Regions from separate parts of the Mus musculus genome. Here region 1 is linked to region 2. The links are chromatin contacts, called in public HiChIP or PLAC-seq maps. All regions are on one chromosome and are shown on one strand. Each heading gives the region's core, a stretch centred on a gene start, on an enhancer-like site or on the middle of the called end of the contact. The rest is flanking DNA. Distances are from core to core; before and after follow the strand shown.

What was found. HiChIP or PLAC-seq counts read pairs in DNA pulled down with a chosen protein or histone mark.
Region 1: an H3K27ac HiChIP or PLAC-seq map of T-cell acute lymphoblastic leukemia shows a contact between it and region 2, with 2.6 times the contacts expected there. The contact joins two enhancer-like sites. A contact is called at or near these places in 1 of 15 datasets of contacts at CTCF or cohesin (the NIH/3T3 cell line), 13 of 484 Hi-C or Micro-C datasets (the C2C12 cell line, the HPC-7 cell line, bone marrow-derived dendritic cells and 7 more), 3 of 115 datasets of contacts at active chromatin or transcription factors (T-cell acute lymphoblastic leukemia, bone marrow-derived dendritic cells and embryonic stem cells) and 3 of 9 other capture datasets (adipose tissue, liver and pancreatic islet).

Annotation. Positions count from the first base shown.
Region 1 is chr15:79,620,948-79,627,972 of GRCm38.p6, forward strand. Fam227a (family with sequence similarity 227, member A) reads right to left here. Exons shown (of 18, transcript NM_029407.1): 13 at 5,290-5,384; 14 at 2,508-2,665. Among named protein-coding and RNA genes, the nearest start is that of Dmc1, 19 kb to the left of the region's middle. Within about 2 kb of position 5,439, at least 9 of the 459 cell types and tissues checked have an H3K27ac peak or open chromatin away from gene starts, as enhancers often do. A contact at or near this core is called in T-cell acute lymphoblastic leukemia, where this site is marked.
Region 2 is chr15:79,575,906-79,582,708 of GRCm38.p6, forward strand. The region is part of intron 12 of Dmc1 (DNA meiotic recombinase 1); the gene reads right to left. Among named protein-coding and RNA genes, the nearest start is that of Dmc1, 26 kb to the right of the region's middle. Within about 2 kb of position 1,841, at least 44 of the 459 cell types and tissues checked have an H3K27ac peak or open chromatin away from gene starts, as enhancers often do. A contact at or near this core is called in T-cell acute lymphoblastic leukemia, where this site is marked.

The DNA of each region.
Region 1 (7,025 bases), core at 4,189-6,688, 49 kb after region 2:
CGTTTGGTGCTCTGGAGTTCTGGAGGAGGCACCCAAAATCCACACAGGCAGTGGTCTTCTCAGACTGGCGATGGCCAGCCGGGGAAGGAGAAAGGCTGTACCACTATGGCTGGGCAGGGTGTCCACCCTGTCCTTAAGCCCCCTTTGGCTCTGTCCAGGGTATCGAGCCAGATAATACTTCCTTAGACTCTCTGAGGGAGAAAGATGGTGCCCTGGCAGGAGTGCCGTGTTGTTCCCAAGGGGTTCCCCAACATCACCGTGATCTTTCTACAAATCACTGCCCATAATAATAGTTCTGGGCCCTGTTTAACAGTCTGGGCTTGGAGTCTGTTACCATAATGACAAAGAGAAAGGGGCTCCAACATCTCTCCCCTTGACAGCCTGATAAATCATTTTTGTTTTCTGGTTTGGGTTTTGGTTTGGTTTTTGAGACAGTCTTAACTCTTGCTGGCTTTGAACTCACAGAAATACACCTGCTTCTGCCCCCTGGGTGCTGGGATTAAAGGCTTGGACCATCAAGCCCAGCTGGATTTGGGTTGGTTTTTGTTGTTGTTGTTGTTGTTTTGTTCTTGTTTTTGTTTTTGTTTTTAAACAGGGCTTGGCTGTGCAGTCTCAAGTTCATTGTAAGCTTCCTGCCTCAGCCTCCCAAGGGCGGGTGTTATAGGCACACACAGCCGCACTCGGCTATGTTGTCCATTTCAGGTGCGATGACACGCACCTGGGATCCTAGCATTTGGGAGATGGAGTTAGGATGATCAAGTTCAAGGACACAGGGAATTCCAGGGAAGCCAGAGCGGACCAGACACTGTCTCAGAACACAAGGCAAACAGACAAACCAACAAACACCTTTGTCCTCTCTCCACCTCCACCCGTGGTTAGAATCTCAGCTGCATTTGCGACAAGCTGTGGGATGGCCACTGTCACCCTCTTTGTCCCCATTTATCTATGAAAGGGACTAAAAGCCAGGTCTAGTGACTCACACCTGTAACCTCAGCACTCACAGCTAAGGCAGCCATTACCCTGAGTCTGAGGCCAGCCTCAGCTAAACTCTGAGACCCTATCTCAAGGACCTCCCGAAAAGAAAAGAAGCCTTCCTTTAGAGCACCGATACTCAACCTACGGGCATTGACTCCTTTGGAGGGGTGTCAGATGACCCTTTCACAGGGGCCGCGTAAGGCCATGGGAAAACACATTTACATTACAATTCATAACAGTAGCAAAAGTACAGTTATGAAATAGTAATGAAATAATTTTATGGTTGAGGTCACCACAGCACTAGGAACTGACTGTATTAAAGGGCTGCAGCATTAGGAAGGCTGAGAAGCACTTCTGTAGAGGATGGTGACAACCACAATGCCAGTTCTTCATACAGTGCCTGTTATACACCACTCAGTCACATTACCAGCTTGGTAGAACCATCTCCACTTTGGGAGCTTGCAGGGTAGAGCTTTTAAGGTTTGTACACCCCAGCCGGAGGCCATCTCTGGAGCCCAGTGACCTCGAGAACAGGGTGACGCCAGGGACAATTTGGACCATGTTGCCCAGAGGTAGGTGGTCTGCTTTCAGAAATCTGCGACACAAAACTCTAGGGACAGGAGACAAAAAGGGCCTCCTGGTGGCCTTCCTGCCTATGAGCCAGCAAAGGCAACGGAGTAGCAGGCATGTCCTGAGCACTCTTACCTCCACTGCCCTGGGAGGCAATCTGCAAAATAGCCCCTGAAGCTGGGCCTGGTGGCACAAGTCTTAAATCACAGCACTCAGAATAAAGAGGCAGGTGGAGCTCTGTGAATTTGAGACCAGTCTGCTCTACATAGTAAGTTCCAGGCCAGCCGGGGCTACACAGTGGGACAAACAAATAAACAACAACAACAACAAAAGGTCCAAACAATAATAAAATCAAACAAAAAGCACCCCCAACAGGGCAATCCTTATTCTGATTTTACAGACGAGGTAAAAATTGCCCACAGAAAAACTGGAACCTTTCTAACATCTCACTAGTGGTTAGTATTAGTTTCAGAGTCTGGGCTATTTAAGTCAAACAGAGCAAACTGACTCCCAGTAGAACCCATGTTCTGACCCCTAGGCATGTTGCTAAGGCTCAACATACCAACACATGCTGCAAACCAACACATGTTGGACCTGTTTCCCAAGAGCTGAGTTTTATACCAACTCCAAAGGCAGCTGGGGAGGAAAGTGTGCAGAGGACACCAAAATTGATGGTCCCACTCTCTTGGGCCGGGAGGACCAGGGAGTGTATGATGCCTAAGCTCATGCTGGACAATGAGAAAGAGGTGACTCTGTCCATGGGGACATGGTCAGCGTCTCCTGGCCAGTACATAAGGCCTAAATGTGAGGCTCCCCTGAGCATAAGCACAGCTCTCTATCCGTGAGGTACATACCACAGCTGTTCCTACCAAGTACCCAGTGCGTGGCAGGCTATGCACCAAAGCCTGGATGCTTCTCCCCAAGCCCTGCTTCTGCAAAGAGGCAGCTGCTGACAAGGATATGGGATGATTTCCGTCTTTTCTCTCCTGCTGACCAGCAGGTCCTGACCAGTCAGCTGCAACTGGGAGTAGTTGAGGAAGAAGTACGTCATGAGCGGGCTCCTTCCATAAAGGTTGAACTGGTTTGAAGTCAGCTCTGGGCTTTTGCAGGCAGGGTGGGACTGAGACGGGGGGGGGGGGGAGAAAAAGAAAAAAAGGAAAGGATATTTATTGTCCTGTGTGATGGTGAGTCTCCACTTGACAGGAATTAGAGTCACTCACTCAGGGGACAAGTCTCCAAACACAAATGTTTGAAGGGATTATTTCATTTCTGGGCATATCTGTGAGGGATTATCTCGACTGATTAAAGAGGATGATCCATCTAACTGTGAGTGAGGCCGTTTCCAAGTAGGGATCCTGATGTGTATGCTTTGAAGACAGTGAGCTCAGAACACACGGCACTCGGCCTCCTGAGTGTGGAGATGTGACTCACTGCCTCCAGCTCCTCCTGCCTTCACTACCCCTCATTCATGGTCTGTACTATGAGCCAAAACAAACCCTTGCTTCCTTATGTTCTTCTCTGGCAATAGGAAAGGTCACCGATACACCATGTCTACGGCACCCACGCCTCTGACCCAGTAACTCCCTGGGAACTCCAGCTCTGATGCCTCCTCGGAATGGGCAAAACAAAGGAAAGATTTTTATGTGTAGTCTACTGCAATAACAAACAGCCATTTCCCACATCAGGATGGCAAGAAACACAACTGTACAACGTGCAGTATAGTCATAGGGACAAGTGAGTTCTAACTGTACTGTTTTTGACGGGAATAATCTAAGTGTGTGGATTTTGCTCTGGGAAAATCTCTAAGTTTTTCTTCCACATACACTTTGAATTTTTCAATGTGAGCAAAGATTCTCATTCTGATTAAGTGGTTTCAGACAGTGCCCCGTGTGCTGAAGCACAGTGCCAGCTGTTAGGGAGGCTAAGGCAGGAAGGAGGATTGGTGGGAGCAGATTCTACCAATTCTTGCTTTCTTTTGGTGACCCAGCCCTTACCAGAGTAGGTAAGTGCTTCACCATACCACATCCTGGCGATGCTCTGTTTCTTACAGTGATGGCACCAACCACCTGCCTCTTTGGCCATGACTACCCACCAAGACCTTAGAGCTGAGCCAGTTTTTCTTAGCACTTCTTCCTGCTGCTCCCCGGGGGTTCTCAGCTGTGCCCTTTGTCATCCCTGGTTCAAATCTGTCACTCTCCAATTGAACACCTCCCACCAGACAAACCACAGATCAGCCCATGTTTGTCCCACTCTATGGACAGAAGGAAAAGAGGGTTTCTCTGTATAGTCCTGGCTGTCCTGGAACTCAATCTGTAGATCAAGCTGGCCTTAAATTCAGTGATCCTCCTGCTTTTACCTCCTGGATCTGGGATTAAAGGTGTGTTCCACCACTACCTGGCTGGTGGGTGTCTTTTTGACCTAGAAATCATCCTTAGGAGAGCTGACAGCATCGCCTGGTCTGTATCACAAACACCCCAGCTCTTCCTTGACACCTGTATAAGCTGAAGATGTTTTAACCATGTCTCCTTTAAATCAGCTCTGTTCTTATGTTGGAGATACTAAACAGTCAAGAGTGTTTGCTGCTCTTGAGAAGGATCCAGGTTTGGTTCCCAATAATTATGTCAGGTGATTCACAATGGCCTGGAACTCCAGCTCCAGGGGATCAGACACACTCTTCTGACCTCTGAGGGCACCCACACTCACATGCACATACAAGGCACACACTCATATGCACACACACACACACACACACACACAAAAGCATACAATGAGTGCCGCAGACCCTCTGGGTCCCTGTGTCTGCGTAAAACGGGTCTCTAGACAAAAAAAAAAAAAAGTGGGCAAAGCTTAGGATTAATTTGACAAACAGACAAACACACAAGAGAGGTGTTGGATCTGAATGTAATGTTCTGGTCGAGCCTCAGACTTTTTATAATACAGAGTAAATTGCAAATCATAACAGAATAAGGCACATTGAAGTTTTCCAGGTGCAAGAGGAGTGACTTCAAAAGGAACCAGATAAATGTTTACACTAGAGATTAGCACAGATGCAAGAGGAGTGACTTCAAAGGGAATTTGCAGGAATCAGATAAATGTTTACACTAGAAATTAGCATCCCAACCTCGGATCAGCTTTGTGCTAGGCAAGAGTTTCACACTTTAGTGTTAATAGCACCAGGGGGTTATTAACTCTTGATAAGCTTCAAGAATAATGTAGTGTCACTGACCCTGAAATTCTCTAGGCCTTGTTAAATTTTATCTTGTCTGGAGAATTCTCATTATTAGGATAGTATATAAACTCACTCTTGGTATGGAATGTAGTCTATAATAAAGTTTTTATCTCAGTGAGAATTTTAGTCTCTTACTGTAGACAACTGAGTTAATGGCTTTGATTTTATTGTAGTGCTTAATTAGTTACTGAATAGGTTAAGCTCCTTGCTGCTAACTGGAATCTTGGAACACTGGGAGAGGCTTTAGCTAATTCAGGATACAATCTTAAAAGGCATTTACAGTAAGGTAATACTAAATAGAGAGCACGTGGATCCATACACTAGACTAACGCGGGAGCAGAAAATTGATTTTGTGATTTATATAGATTAGGGAGAGAATGCCAGACTTCAGGAAGAGAGTTTCCTTGAAACTCTTTGCTTCATGAGCCAGCTTCCCAGCTTTCGCTTTGTCAAACTGACTCAACCAAAGTACGTGGCAAATGAGAAACAATAAAATAGATCTTAAATGTGCTCACCGTTTTTACAAACGTATCCATGCATGCTCTGACGTGTGATATCTGCTTAACTTGCTTTGTGGCTTTCCTGGAGAGCAGGGTAGGTATATTTTGATCTGTTGATGTGGTACAACAAAAAGGTGAATATGAGTATTTGCCCAGGGAAAAGACAGAGTTTACAGTGGGTCTCAGCTTCCTGCTAGAGTACAAATGGAATCTGTGCAAGATGCCAGTCCTCTGAAGCTACAGGGGAGCCAGCTGACTCCACCTGCATCTTAGCCACACACTCAGCTACCGGCCATGGCCATCCTTGGCTCCATGCCACAAATACTCACTGTCTATCTACTCTGTACCATGTTGATGCTGGATGCTGTAAACAGATTATCTTCAAGGACCTTCTAGTTTACTCAGGAAAAAAGGACACGTGAATACTGTCACACTAACTCAGGTACCATGGATAAAGTATCTCCAGGAACCTGCATGTCATCGTAAAATAGGGAAAGACCCAAAGGTTTTAAGATGCCAGCAGCAGCAGACTGGGTACTATGGTGTCTCTGGGACAAAGAAACAAACATCAGTGCAGCTTCCACACACACAGTGGCTTTCCTGTAGGAGGTGAGCAGAGAATGGCTTGAAGACAAACAAAAAACGCAACAGGTCATCTGAAGCCAGATCACTAGAGTGCCCACGGAGCTGTGCGTGGTAGCCTGGGAAGGCAGATTACAATGGACCAAATCACTCACACACCAAGAGAAAAGGTGCCAGTAGTCCACTGTAGAACTGTGAAACAGCCTGGTTCCTGGTAGAGCACAGGCTGGAAACCCCGGTGACCCTCAGGGTCGGGCAGGTGTTCTGCTGCGCTCCCGGACACTAGGCTCCTGACATAAGGCCGCAGCCCTCCATCGATTTGTGGCCATCAGTCACAGAAGGGCAATGCCCCAAGCCCCTTCACAGGTAGAGGTCATGACCTGTGGTCACATAGCCTCAAGACAGATCTCCATTTTAATGAGGTACCTAAAGGCCTAGAAGCTTAGCCAATAAACTCCCCTCCCCAGACATTCCTCCCAGTAAAAGGTATTTAACCTCAAGACCACCCTGAGAAGCAGGGTACGGTTTTTACTCATCCACTTTCCGCCATGGCAATAAATGTCTTCAAAACATGGACTGCCTCTTCCCCACCCCCCACTCCCCACCCCCACCCCGATCCACCATGGGGAGCCATGGAGAAGCCTTTGCCTATGGAGCCGCATCTAATCTCCTGAACAAGGCCTCTCACTGTGCTTCCAGTCACAGCGACCACCAAGCCCAAGCCAAGCCAGCTACCCACAGCCAAGGACTCTCTCCTCTCTCCTCAACCCCCCTTATCCGGAGCTCTCCCCTCTTATCGCCTTCGTTCCCAGGCTAGATTCAGCCCGAAGCCCTCCCCACCCCCCTCAGTTCTCAGCTCTTCCTCGGCATCCAGCAGCACCTGGGTGGCCAAGAGCTTGAGGAGCAGATGGCCCTGGCCTCCATGTAGGCCTCGGGACCCCCGAGCCAGCTCCAACTGTCCCCAGGGCCTTAGACTGCGCTCCCTCACCCCCCCAGAGCGGTATCCTGTGGCTTCCCATAGCCGGACACCCGCCTGGCCCCAGTTTGGGGTAAGCGCAGTCAAACTCCCGAGTCCTGCCTCCCCGAGTGGCCCGAGCCCTGTGGTGGAGAGGACTCCGGGATACCACAAACCCTACAGTCCTGGGCTGGGATGTAGCAGTGATAGTGAG
Region 2 (6,803 bases), core at 591-3,090:
TCAATGAAACATAGTCCAAGAAATTTTTTTTCAAGTGTCTGCACTTCCTGACTACTGCAGCAGTCACAGGCTTGAAGTGACATATAAGGAGGTGGCATAGCAGCCTGCATTCTTCCAGAGGGCTTTAATTTACATCTATTTCTGACCAACTTAACAGCATCAGAAAACCTCCCACGTCCCTCCTATAGCCTTTTACAGATTTTCTTCTCCTCTCATTTCCTCTTTTCTGTGGAGAATGAGGGAGCAGGTGGGGGTAGATATTAGGAATAAGGAGGAACACAAAGATTCTCCCACTTTGGTTGAACAGGACATGGCATATTCTGTCATTCTGGTCTTCTAGCTCCAAGTTAGCTGAGGTCATGAAAAATAGATCTGAGATGAAATTGGATAGACTGTAAGAACACAGTGACACTAAGAAGTATAAGCTTCTTTTCTTTCTTGTTTGTATTTGTTGTTGTTGTTGTTATTGTTATGGTGGTTGGTGATGAAGGAAAGGACTCAACCCAAAGCCTTGTGCATGCAAGGTGTGCTGGCTTGACATGAGCTAAAGTCATCTGAGAAGAAGGATCCCCAATAAGAAAATGCTTTCATAAGATCAAGTGTACACTGGATGTGGTGGTGCACACTTTAAACACCAGAACTTGGGAGGCAGAGACAGGCAGATCTGAGTGCAGGGTCAGCCTGGTCTTCAAAGTGAGTTCCAGTAGTACTTGTTGTTATTGTTAAGTAACATATCTTTTCTGTCTGCTCCCAAAATATGCACACATTAAAATAGTTTCCCCCCTCATCTTTTGAAATTGGAATTCTTGTTTGGTGGGGTGGGGTGGAGTAGGGTAGGGAGAGGTTCAACCACATATTGAGGCTGGCTTCATAGAAAGCACAGGAAGGTGGAACAGGGGGCGGTATGTCAGGGTCACATGAGAATTACGTAAGATTATACAGAAAAGCTTCTGGGGCATGGTGAGGAGTTAGTAAGTAGAAGATTTCTTCATTGAGGGGTGGGAGAATGAAGAGAAGAATGGGTTTCAAATAATCTAAACAATTTGCCTAAGGTCACTATGTTAGTGACCATAAACACATTACTTCCTCATTGAAGTTGACAATGTTAAGTCATAGGTTGACATGCTTAATCAGTAAGTGATACATCCACAAGGCTGCAAATATTCTGGATGGCTTTTTGTTTAAGAGTCACAGATACAACAGAGGTCTGTGGTGACATCATGGTCTCTTTCCAATGCTTATTGCCCTGGTGTGCAGCTCATCAGGCCCATCCTCTGATTTATATCTCTAGGCTCCCTGGGCTGGGTTGTTCCAACCCTGAAGTCTGAATCTGTAGCCCTATCTAGGAGTCTCTGCTCTGCGGTATCATACAGCAGCTCCTTGCCTCTATAATTTTGTTCTTTTTTAATACGATGTGCCATCAAGTATAATGCATGGGATACAAGCCTCAATTATTGTCAGTGTACTTGGGGATCCATACCAATTATAGTGATATTTCTCTGACAGGCTCCAGGCGAGCTGAGCTTGGAGTTTCTCAACACCAAGAAACAAAGATATTTCCTTTAGGGGAGGGTTTCTAATAGCATTGGAGAGCCGTTAGTTTAAAACTGTCCCCATTTTTCATCTAGATATGGTAATTTTGTGTTTTATATGAAGCATGTATTTAATCTGTACTGTTATAATTTAATATACAACAGAACATACTAATCACAGTGATCCTTGTTTCCTTACTGCTCAGCTAGGTGGAAAAGACTTCTCACAGCAGATGTACACTGCAAAAATCCTAGGCTTGGTTCCCTTGGCAGGCTCTCTCTCTGCTCAGCTCTCTTCACTGTAGACTGTGCTGTCTCCCTCTCCAGTTAGTTCCTTTCTAGCGCCTCACAAGTCTCCCTTCACTGTCTCATCTGAGGAATCTCAATATGATTTTACTCTTTTTGAAACTTTTTACAAATACAAGAGAAAAGAACCTCTATCTGACCTAATTTCTTTTGCCTTGTAACTCAAGAGTGACAGTTGGGCCTCCTCAGTGCTCCCTCCCCACACCTGAAGAGAGAACAGTGCTCTTTAACTTGTACTGTTTTATCTGAATGCAACCCACTTCCTCCCTCTGAGCCAATGAGTCATTTTCTCTTTTTAAAGTGAGCCTTTAAAATCTTCCATTTCTCGTTAGTTTAAAATTAATCTCTTTGTGAAGTACTTCATGTCCTGTATACAAAAGACACTCCATAGAGAAAAGATTGCTTTAAGCCTCCAGGGACTACACTACAGATGATGTGATAGGGGACATACCAAGACGTTAAAGTACTGAGTTAAATAGCTAAACAAATACCATTTATCTTTCTCTTTTATCGAGACAAAGGTTTTTGTTTTTTTAGTTTGCTAATGAATTCGCAGACTCTCGTTACCTAGTAGGTTTTCAGTAATATTTGAACTAATGAATAGTTAGTTTTCTCCTCAATCTTTTTTTTTTTTAAAGCAAGGAGATGAACCTAAGGCTTTCCACATTGCTAACCACACATCCTACCAATAAGCTACTCTTAGTTCCCTCACTATTTTAACTTTCTTTTGACTATTTACATAGTTCGTTTTGCTCCACATTAGTTTTTTTCCCCTTTAGCTAAGTAGAGAATACTCATAAAAAGAATTGAAGGGTGAAAGATAAATCGAAATGCAAAAGATGCAGCAGTGTGCAAAGGTAAAATTTTAAATGACTGAAGATGGCTGGAGAGACAGCTTAGTGATGAAGACCATTGGCTGCTTTTGCAGAAGACCCGAATTTGGTTCCCAGCACTCACATGGTGGCATACAACTACCTGCAACTCCAGTTCCAGGGGATCTGGTGCTGTCTTCTGGCTCCACCTGGCACCATCTGGCCCCAAGGATACATGTGCTGCACATACTTACATGCAGGCACTCAAATATACACATTAAATAAAAATAAATGGATAAATAAATAAATGCCTAAAGAGAGGCACATTCATTTCAACACAACTTAGAGAAGTTTGCACTAATGTTATTAAGTATCTGCTAGTATATACGTTTATGTCTCATTTATATACACATAATAGAAGAATTCCCTTGGTTTAAAGTAAAATCACTTTGTCTTGCAACATTGGAGTAGTGGTGAATTTAGTTAAGAATTATTGACAGTTGCTAAAATAAATGGCGAAAGCTGATTGCAAAACATGTAATCACATTGTGTGAGCATCACAAACAGATTACTAAATTCCGAGGAGGTGTTTTTGTGGCTTTACTAATGAAGAACTCTTACAAACAACATTTCTCTCAAACAGTAGTTGGCTGAAATTTTTTAATGGTCCTGGGTGTGAGAATTCTGTATGTGTGCGGGTGACTCTCACAGGCTCTTTTTTCTTTTTAAAGAATTATTTTACCCCATAGGTGGAACAACAATATGAACTAACCAGTACCCCGGAGCTCTTGTCTCTAGCTGCATATGTATCAAAAGATGGCCTAGTCGGCCATCACTGGAAAGAGAGGCCCATTGGACTTGCAAACTTTATATGCCCCAGTACAGGGGAACGCCAGGGCCAAAAAGGGGGAGTGGGTGTGTAGGGGAGTGGGGGGGTGGGTATGGGGGACTTTTGGGATAGCATTGGAAATGTAAATGAGGAAAATACCTAATAAAAAATTTAAAAAAAAGAATTATTTATTTATGGGTTTTTTTGTTGTTGTGTTTTGGTTTTTTGTTTTTTGGTTTTTTTTGAGACAGGGTTTCTCTGTATAGCCCTGGCTGTCCTGGAACTCACTTTGTAGACCAGGTTAGCCTTGAATGCAGAAATCTACCTGCCTCTGCTTCCCAAGTGCTGGGATTAAAGGCGTGCACCACCACTACCCAGCGAATTATTTATTTATGTATGTGAGTATACTGTTGCTGTCTTCAGACACACCAGAAGAGGGCATAAGTTGTCATTACAGATGGTTGTGAGCCACCATGTGTGGGTACTGGGAATTGAAGCCAGGTACTCTGAAAGAGCAGTTAGTGCTCTTAACCACCAAGCCACCTCTCCAGCCCAGTTGGCTGGAGTTTTTGTTTTTTGTTTTTTTGTTTTGCTATGTTTTAGACAGGGTCTCACTACATAGATGAGCCAGCTGACCTTGAACTTATAAAGATCTATTCATTTCCTCCTAAGTGCTTGGATTAAAAGTATGCATCACCATACTTGACTCAAAAATCTTGGGTGTTTTGTTTTTTTGGTTGTTTTTTTTTTTTGAGACAGGGTCTCACTGTACAGGTTTATCTGGCCTGGAATTTGCTATGTAAGATGGCTGGCCTCAAACTCATAGAGATCTGCCTACTTCTGCCTTTTGAGTGCTAGGTTTATAGGTGTGTACCACCATGCTTGGTCAAATTTAACATCTTAATAATGGGGTAAACTGCCATGTTGTGCCTTCTAACATGACACACTGAGAAGGGTCTAATATCACTTACGAAGTTTTCCTATCAAAAGCATTTTACATTTAAAATAATGAGAAAAACAGTCAGGGCTGGCTAGATGGCTCAGCAAATAAAGTCACCTGCCACAAAACCTGTCAGAGTTTAATATGCAGAATCCATATGGGGAAAGAGGGAGCTTACTTCTGCAAGTTGTGTGTGTGTGTATGTGTGTATGTGTACGTAAGTCAAAAAAGTTTTAAAAAATTTTTAAGCAACTTCAAATTGAAAGATACTGAAAATAGCTAGCCTGCTGTTCAAAAATATTAATGTCACAAAGGGCTGGAGAGATGGCTCATTAGCTAAGAACGCATACTGCTCTTGAAAAGGACCTGAATTCTGTTCCTGACACCCATGCTGTAGGCTCATAAGCCTCCTGTAGGATCCTACACCCCCTTCTGGACTCCATAAGCACCTGCACTCTCATGTACACATGCCCACATACAGACATACACATATGCACGTGATTCAAAGATAAACCTTAAAAAATTAAACCAATTATCACTGTCATAAAAGTGTAACAAGGCCGAGGAGCTATTTTGATTAAAGGACTATAGAGACTCAACAAGTACATATATAGCATGCCCTCTGTTGAGGACCATGAGCCTAAAACAAGTCTTCACAATTATAATGAGCATTATCAGAACAACTACAGAAAGTTGGATATTAGATAGCATCATTGTTGATGTTAAACAGTATGTGTTAATTGTACTGTGATTATGAAGGGAAATGTTCTTGCTCTTAGAAGACATATACTGAAGAATTAAGTGATAAGATGTTAATGTCTACAAATAAGACTCAACAATCAGAAAAAAAAAACCCAGACAATTCTCAAATGGTTCACACAAATAGGATATATGTCAATATTTTTCAGCACATGACTGTGAGTATGTACATAGAAAAAAAGATTTCACAGATATGCATGTTAGCATGCGTATACATAAGAGAATGTCTTAGGGCTGGCGAGATGGCTCAGTGGTTAAGAGGGCTTACTGCTCTTCTAAAGGTCCCGAGTTCAAATTCCAGCAATCACTTGGTGGCTCACAACCATCCGTAATGAAATCTGATGCCCTCTTCTGGAGTATCTGAGGACAACTATAGTGTACTCACATATAATAAATAAATAAATAAATAAATAAATAAATAAATAAATAAATAAAATAAAAGAGAATGTTTTAGTGTTTTAATGCCGTGAAGAGACACTATGAGCACAGCAACTCTTATAAAGGAAAACAACTGGGACTGGCCTACAGGTTCAGAGGTTTAACTTATTAATATCATGGTGGGAAACATGGTGGCATGCAAGCAGACATGGTGCTGAAGAAAGGAGCTGAGAGTTCAATGTCTTAATCTACAGGCACCAGGAGACTGTGTGCCACACTGGGCAGATCTCAAGCATAAGAAACCTCAAAGCCTTCCATCACAGTGATACACTTCCTCAAACAAGGCCACACCTCCTCCATCAAGGCCACACCTCCTAATAGTGCCACTCCTATTGCCAAGCATTCAAACTTAAGTCTATGGGAGCCATAACTATTCAAACCACCACACAGACGGGGGTGGGGTGGGGTGGGGAGGGAGGAAAAAAGGAGGGAGAGGGAGAGAAAGAGGGAAAAGAAGAGAAGGAGGAGGAAGAAGAGGGGGGAAGAGAAAGAGCGTGTGTCCCAAGGATACAATAACCATTGGTAAACCTAAGTGAATGCAGCATGTACATTATGCTAATGTGAAGTTTTTCTCTGGTTAAAAAGTTGTCTGAGAACCAGTCAGAATGGCTAGGATCAAAAATTCAGGTGACAGCAGATGCTGGCGAGGATGTGGAGAAAGAGGAACACTCCTCCATTGCTGTGGGATTGCAAGCTTGTACAACCACTCTGGAAATCAGTCTGGTGGTTCCTCAGAAAACTGGACATAGTACTACCAGTAGATCCAGCAATACCTCTCCTGGGCATATACCCAGAAGATGTTCCAACTGGTAATAAGGACACATGCTCCACTATGTTCATAGCAGCCCTATTTATAATAGCCAGAAGCTGGAAAGAACCCAGATGTCCCTCAACAGAGGAATGGATACAGAAAATGTGGTACATTTAAACAATGGAGTACTACTACTCAGCTATTAAAAACAATGAATTTATGAAATTCTTGGGCAAATGGATGTATCTGGAGGATATCATCCTGAGTGAGGTAACCCAATCACAAAAGAAGACACTTGATATGCACTCACTGATAAGTGGATATTAGCCCAGAAACCTAGAATACCCAAGATACAACTTCTAAAACACAAGACAATCAAGAAGGAAGACCAACTCGTGGACACTTCATTCCTCCCTAGAATAGGGAATAAAATATC